2 separate regions of the Sus scrofa genome follow, and region 2 is linked to region 1. Evidence: chromatin contacts called from public promoter capture Hi-C data. All regions are on one chromosome and are shown on one strand. The core of a region is the stretch at or near the end of the contact, and the rest is flanking DNA. Distances in the headings are between cores, read along the strand shown. Region 1 holds the start of RAI14 (retinoic acid induced 14). Region 2 holds the start of RAD1 (cell cycle checkpoint protein RAD1).

Region 1 (2,700 bases), core at 148-2,647:
AGATGAAAGGAAGAGTGTACATCTTGCTTTAAATCGACTGTTCATCACTTCTTTAAAGAACCTCTGACCTATGATTTAGAAAGGGAAGGCCATGCAACTAGTCACACACCTTCTGCTCTCTGCTAAGTCACCTGTTAAAGCTAAGACAGGCTGTCCCCTTGGCTTGGTGGTGGGTGGGTGATGAGGGGGTACAGATAACGTCTGTCTCCAAGTCCTAAAGATCTGGCCGAGACATTGTAAATTGACCTCTGGCAAGGAGAATTTCATTTTTGTTGGAATTGCTTTTTTAAAGAAGTTCAATTGATTTAGAGTGGATCTCACCAGAAAAGGTCTCATACTGCTTATTTATTCAAGAAGCTGTCTGCCCTCAGCAAAGGATGTAGAGTTAACAGGGAAAGCACAGGGGTTTTGGAGAAAAAAGACTTTTTAAGCCATAGCTGGTTAGCTTGACCAATGAGTGGCAAAGCTGATCCAAATTAAGTGAGAGGTAGAGAGGTTTGCAATCCCTGGAATTAAAGGAGGAGTCTGTCACCATTCAAACGCCAGGCTCAGCAGCTGGGGAAAGAAGAAACTCTCGAGGGATGTGTGTGTGTAAGAAACTCTCGAGGGGCGTGTGTGTGTGTGTGTGTGTGTGTGTAAAGAAGAAACTCTGGAGGTGTGTGTGTGTGTGGCCAGCCCCCTTTGCATCCCAGACCTCGCAGGGCGGGCATTCCCAGAGGTGTCGCTCAGTTCAGGCTGTCGGTTTCTCCTTCCCAGCGCCTGGGCAACACAACGCTGGGAGTCTTCTCCTGCCACCTGAGGAGTGTTTGGAACAGTCACTCCAACCAACTGGTTCAGTCCAGAGAATATGAGCGTATTCTAGTTTACTTTCTGTTCAAGAATTTTGGAGAAAACAACCGACTTAAAGGAGCTCGGATGAGTGACTTTACAACACCCCCACGACCACAAACGACTTTGGACATTAACCAGAAAGGAAGACTATTCAGGATCTCATCCGTCTTAAACCCGGTGGTTTCCATTAACTTCAGGTGATGAGGCTCAAACAGATCCACGGGGGAGGGTCCCACGATCTGGGGAAAACTGAAAGCAAGCCGCGGACGCCACGGCGCGCGGGCCTGAGGAGGGGGCGGCCGCCGGGCGGGAGCACCTCCAGCAGGTCCCGGCCGGAGCGCGGGGCCGGATCACCTGACTCGCGGAATTTGGGGCCGCGCGGGGGGGAAGGGGAGGGGAATGGTTAGCACCTCCCTCCCCGCTCCCGCGGGATCCGGGTCGGCGGGGGCCGGCGCCGGGCGGCCACGTGGTGGTGCTGCCGCTGCCCCCGCCCCGCCGGCCCAGCCCGGGAGCCGCGGCGCCCACTGACCCCCGCAGCGGGGGAGGAGGAGGAGGGACCGAGGCGCAGGAAGCCGAGCAGGAAGCGAGCCCGGCGGCCGCGTTTTCCTGGGGAAGCGGCGGGCGGGGTGGCGCAGCCAGCGGGGCCCGGGAGCCGCCGCCGTCTCGATGGGGTGAGTTCGCGGCGCTGAGAGTTGGGAAGCTCCCGGGAGCGGGGTCCTCGGCTACGGTCCCCGCCTTTGTGTCTGGGACTCGGATGAGGGAGGCGGCGAGGAGGCGCGGACGGCGCGCCGGGCAGAGGGGCTTGGCGGGGTGGCTGCGAGGGTCCCGTCACCGCTCTCTTGTCCCCGCCGGCCGCCAACTGTCTGCCGAGGACAGATTGAGAAACAGAGGAAGAGGAGGATGGTGGGGGGTCAGAGTAGAGAGGGAGGACGAGCCAAGTTGGGAGAGGGGTCCTCTCCTACCGGCCCCCGCGACTCGTAGGCCGGCTGAGGCAAGGGTGGTTGCGGAGGGAGCGCGGGTGGGAATGAATGACCAGCCCCCGGCAGGGCGTTCTGGCTGCGCCCAGTCAGCTCCCTGTCCCACCTGCCTGGCCGGTCCGGCGCCTGACTCCCCCGGGTCCCCGCTTCTGGACTCGACGCGCCTCCGCGCTGAACTTGGAGGAGGTGGGAGGAAGGCGCGAGCGGGAGACTCGGCGGGCTGGGGCGGCCGAGGGTCCGCTATTGTTCCTTTTCTGACTTCAGGAGCCCTCAGCTGGTGCAAGGGTGCAGGCGACGCCGCTCCGGGCGCGGGACTGACCCCCGCTCCCGGTTCTTCTTGTCCTTTTCCCTAGCGCAGCTCCGAGAAGGGCTGGGAGGAAAGATGCTGGAGTTCGGGCCGACTCCGAGTAGCTGGGACTTGGGGAGGAGGGAGGATGTGGAGCCGAGAGAAGGGCTCCCGCCCGCCATCCACTCCAACCTCTGCTCTGCAGGGTGGGTACCCTCCCTAACCCACCCTCTCTTCAGTGCTGGCTTGGGCAGGTTTTTGTGTCTGTTGTTTAGTTTCTGCAGTTTGCAGAGTTCATCTGCTAACCCCTAGCTGACGCTTTCCTTTGCGTTTGGACCTCGTACCCCGCTTTTGTGAAGAGGGGTAGGCTCAGAGCCGGGAGAGGCTGCAGACAGACTCCATCCAGGCAGACGGAGCCCACGGTAAAGTGGAGACGTTACAAGTGACCTCGCAGCACCTGGGCTGTATAGCCAAGCTTGCGCTTCTCCAAGGAGCCCAGCTCAGGGAAACTTTGTTTCCAACGATTGGGGCAAATCTGCGGACTCAAGGCCGCTCACCTGGACCTCGCGGGTTCCTTTGGCCGCAGGGTCACAGGTGATTTAGTTT
Region 2 (2,700 bases), core at 139-2,638, 240 kb after region 1:
TTCTGAACTAAATCTGAAATCCTATCTGAACTATTCAAATATTACTTTTAAGAGTAGATTATACTATAACCAATAAAAGGGATTTTTTTTTTTTTTAATCATAGGGAGGTAGTGGTAAAGGGCATATGCTATGGAAACAAATGTCCTGGGTTCTTATCCCAATTCAGCTGCTTGCCAGCTGTAGGACTGTTGACAAATCACTTAACAGTGTCTCAGTTTCCACATACGTAAAAATGAGAATAATAACAGAACCTACATCAAAGACTATTCTCTGAGGATTAAATGAGTTAAACATATAAAACGCTCAGAAGAGTGCCCGGCCTATAGTTTAGCTTAATATATTCTAGACATTATTATTATTATTAACCATTATCTCTGTTAAACAAGATTGCAGAAGAATTTGTTACCAGGAGAGAAAAAGAATTCAAGTAATGATATTTTGCTCTTTAACTTAAATGATATCAATTAAGACCTTCATTGTCTGGGGTGAAGAATATCACTAAGTCCCAGGCTTAAAGGTGACTACTTTCATACCTGAATAAAAGCATTTGCTTGCACACACTTTGCATTTTCCACTGTGACCTTGATTCCATTTTTAGTAGCGAAACAGGTGGCATGTTCTCGGAAATGAATAGCCTTCAAGATAGTGGAGAGATTCCTCACGTTGTCGAGGCTGGCCACTAAACTGTAATCACTCTCATCTGGGATCTGTTGTGTTAGGAGGGGCATGGTTCACTGCGCATTCCGCCCGGAGAGCGGCTCCTGATGCCAACACCTGCTCCCGCTGGTCGCGGAACACCTGATGAGATCAGACAAACTCCCGTCAATGCTGGCTAAGCCCGCGATCTCAACCTGCGCTGAGCCAAGTGGAAGAGGCCTGGACGGTGAACTCGACCGACCAGGGATTGAACCCCACTTCTGCCACTTAACTGTCTAACTTTGGGGGAAATTATCTCTTTAAGCTACGGTTTCCTCGTCTTCAGTAAGACGACAGTAACCATGAAAAACTGAACGATGAAAACACCCAACAACAACAACATCATTCTACTCGGGCCAGCTTCGCCACGCCAAGATGAGGCTGCGTATCACCAAAGAGTCGGTTTTGAGCTGTCCACGCAGCCAACCTCGTCCCTAACAGACAAGGGGTGGGGGTGGTCCTCGGATCCTCCAAAAGCCCCAGACAACGCGGCGCACCAACCCGCCGCGGGACTGCACCCGTTTACTAGTCTCGATATGCCAAGCGCCCAAACCCACCTTTGGGGTCGGGACGCAGCTCCCTGGCAGCCGGGGAGGAAGTGGAGCGGCTCCCGCCACTTTTTCAGACCCGCCAGCCCCGTCAGCACCGTCACCACAGAGATAGACAAAGCCTAGAGAGTCTGGCATCCGGTACCACAGAGACCGGAAAGAGGCACCTAGAGCTGGAGGACTGCCGAGCCCAGCCCCGGGACCATAGAGATGGGAAAGCGGAGCGAGCGGCGCAGCCGGAAGGAAGGCCCAGAGAGAAGCTGGGGAGCAAGATGGCGGGAAGCAAGATGGCGGCAACCAAGAGGAAACGGCGTGGAGGCCCGGCTGGTCCGGCGAAAAAGCTGAAAAGAAGCGAAAAAGACGCCAAGCCGCCTGCTAAGTCAAGCGAGGTGGCAGAGGAAGCGGAGGAGGAAGATAGAAATCGTATTCCGGGCCCGGTTTGCAAGGTAGAGTGGGCTCTGCGGCCGCGGCTCCGCACGCCTTCTCTGAGGCTACCTATTTGATTATGGCTCTGCGGGTTTCGGAGTTTCTGAGGTGTTCCTGGAGGTCGTTTTCAGCCCTTCCAGCTGGACTGGCTACCAGGTTTATAGCTAAAGCTTGGACACATGGCTGCCCTCCTGGAGGCGCGGGCTGAGCACCTGGGTGGGCTTCAGAGCTTTTAGAGGGTCACAGAGAAGCGACTTTGAGGGTCTTAATTCCAGCGTTTAGTCTTCCATTTACTCCCCTATTGTTGTTGTTGTTGGAGAGTAATAGTTTTACCAATTAAAGTTATTCCTCGCTATTGAGTGTATCCCTTAGAGTAATACTTCCATATACCGACATAGTTAGGTATGGTTAGTTAGGAATCCTAAAGCTTGTTATGTGGCCCTTTAAAAAGTTCCTTTTCTTGGGATTGTGAATTTGACTTGCTTGATCTCGGGGTAATGAAAGCTAGACAAGATAACGTGAGCTTTTCTTGTATTCATGAAGTTTTAACGTGCCGGGCACGGTGAGAAGTTAGGTTTCCCCTGCCTTGGGATTGCAAAACTAGAATGTGACCACTTCAGTTTAGAAGGAAACTAGGAACTTATATGTTTTTTGCTCAAAACAAGGTGAGCACAAGTTGCTGCTAACTTTAATTCGACTGAGAGCTCCTTAAGCCAGGTCAAATATTGTGGAGACTAGAGTTAACATTTGTTTCATAAACTTCTCTGTCGACCTTCAGCTTTGCCAGATCTCTGTTTGACACGCTAGCGAGTAATAAATGACCCTTAATGGTTTGGTGGGGTGGCAAGCATTGGGAAAGGAGTGAGCTTTGAGGAATGAAAGATGAGCTTGAATTGTAGCCCTGCTCTTAACAGGGACGTTTTGAGCTCTTTTCTCACCTGCAAATTGAAAGGAAGAAAATATGATTTGCTTTTTATGAAAAATAAGCAGACTTCTGTTAGATTTTCAGTAAATGTTAAGCGTTCTCTT

The links. Promoter capture Hi-C pulls out the DNA fragments that hold promoters and counts their contacts.
Region 2: a promoter capture Hi-C map of liver shows a contact between it and region 1, with 4 times the contacts expected there. The contact joins the promoter of RAD1 here to the promoter of RAI14 in region 1. A contact is called at or near these places in 1 of 5 promoter capture datasets (liver) and 2 of 47 Hi-C or Micro-C datasets (heart right ventricle and liver).

The regions. Positions count from the first base shown.
Region 1 is chr16:20,267,331-20,270,030 of Sscrofa11.1, forward strand. RAI14 (retinoic acid induced 14) reads left to right here and starts at 1,398. Exons shown (of 20, transcript NM_001128462.1): 1 at 1,398-1,502.
Region 2 is chr16:20,510,784-20,513,483 of Sscrofa11.1, forward strand. RAD1 (cell cycle checkpoint protein RAD1) reads right to left here and starts at 1,389. Exons shown (of 8, transcript XR_308376.3): 1 at 1,255-1,389; 2 at 535-799. It overlaps BRIX1 (BRX1, biogenesis of ribosomes), which reads left to right and starts at 1,498. Exons shown (of 10, transcript NM_001244824.1): 1 at 1,498-1,691. The coding sequence starts at 1,518.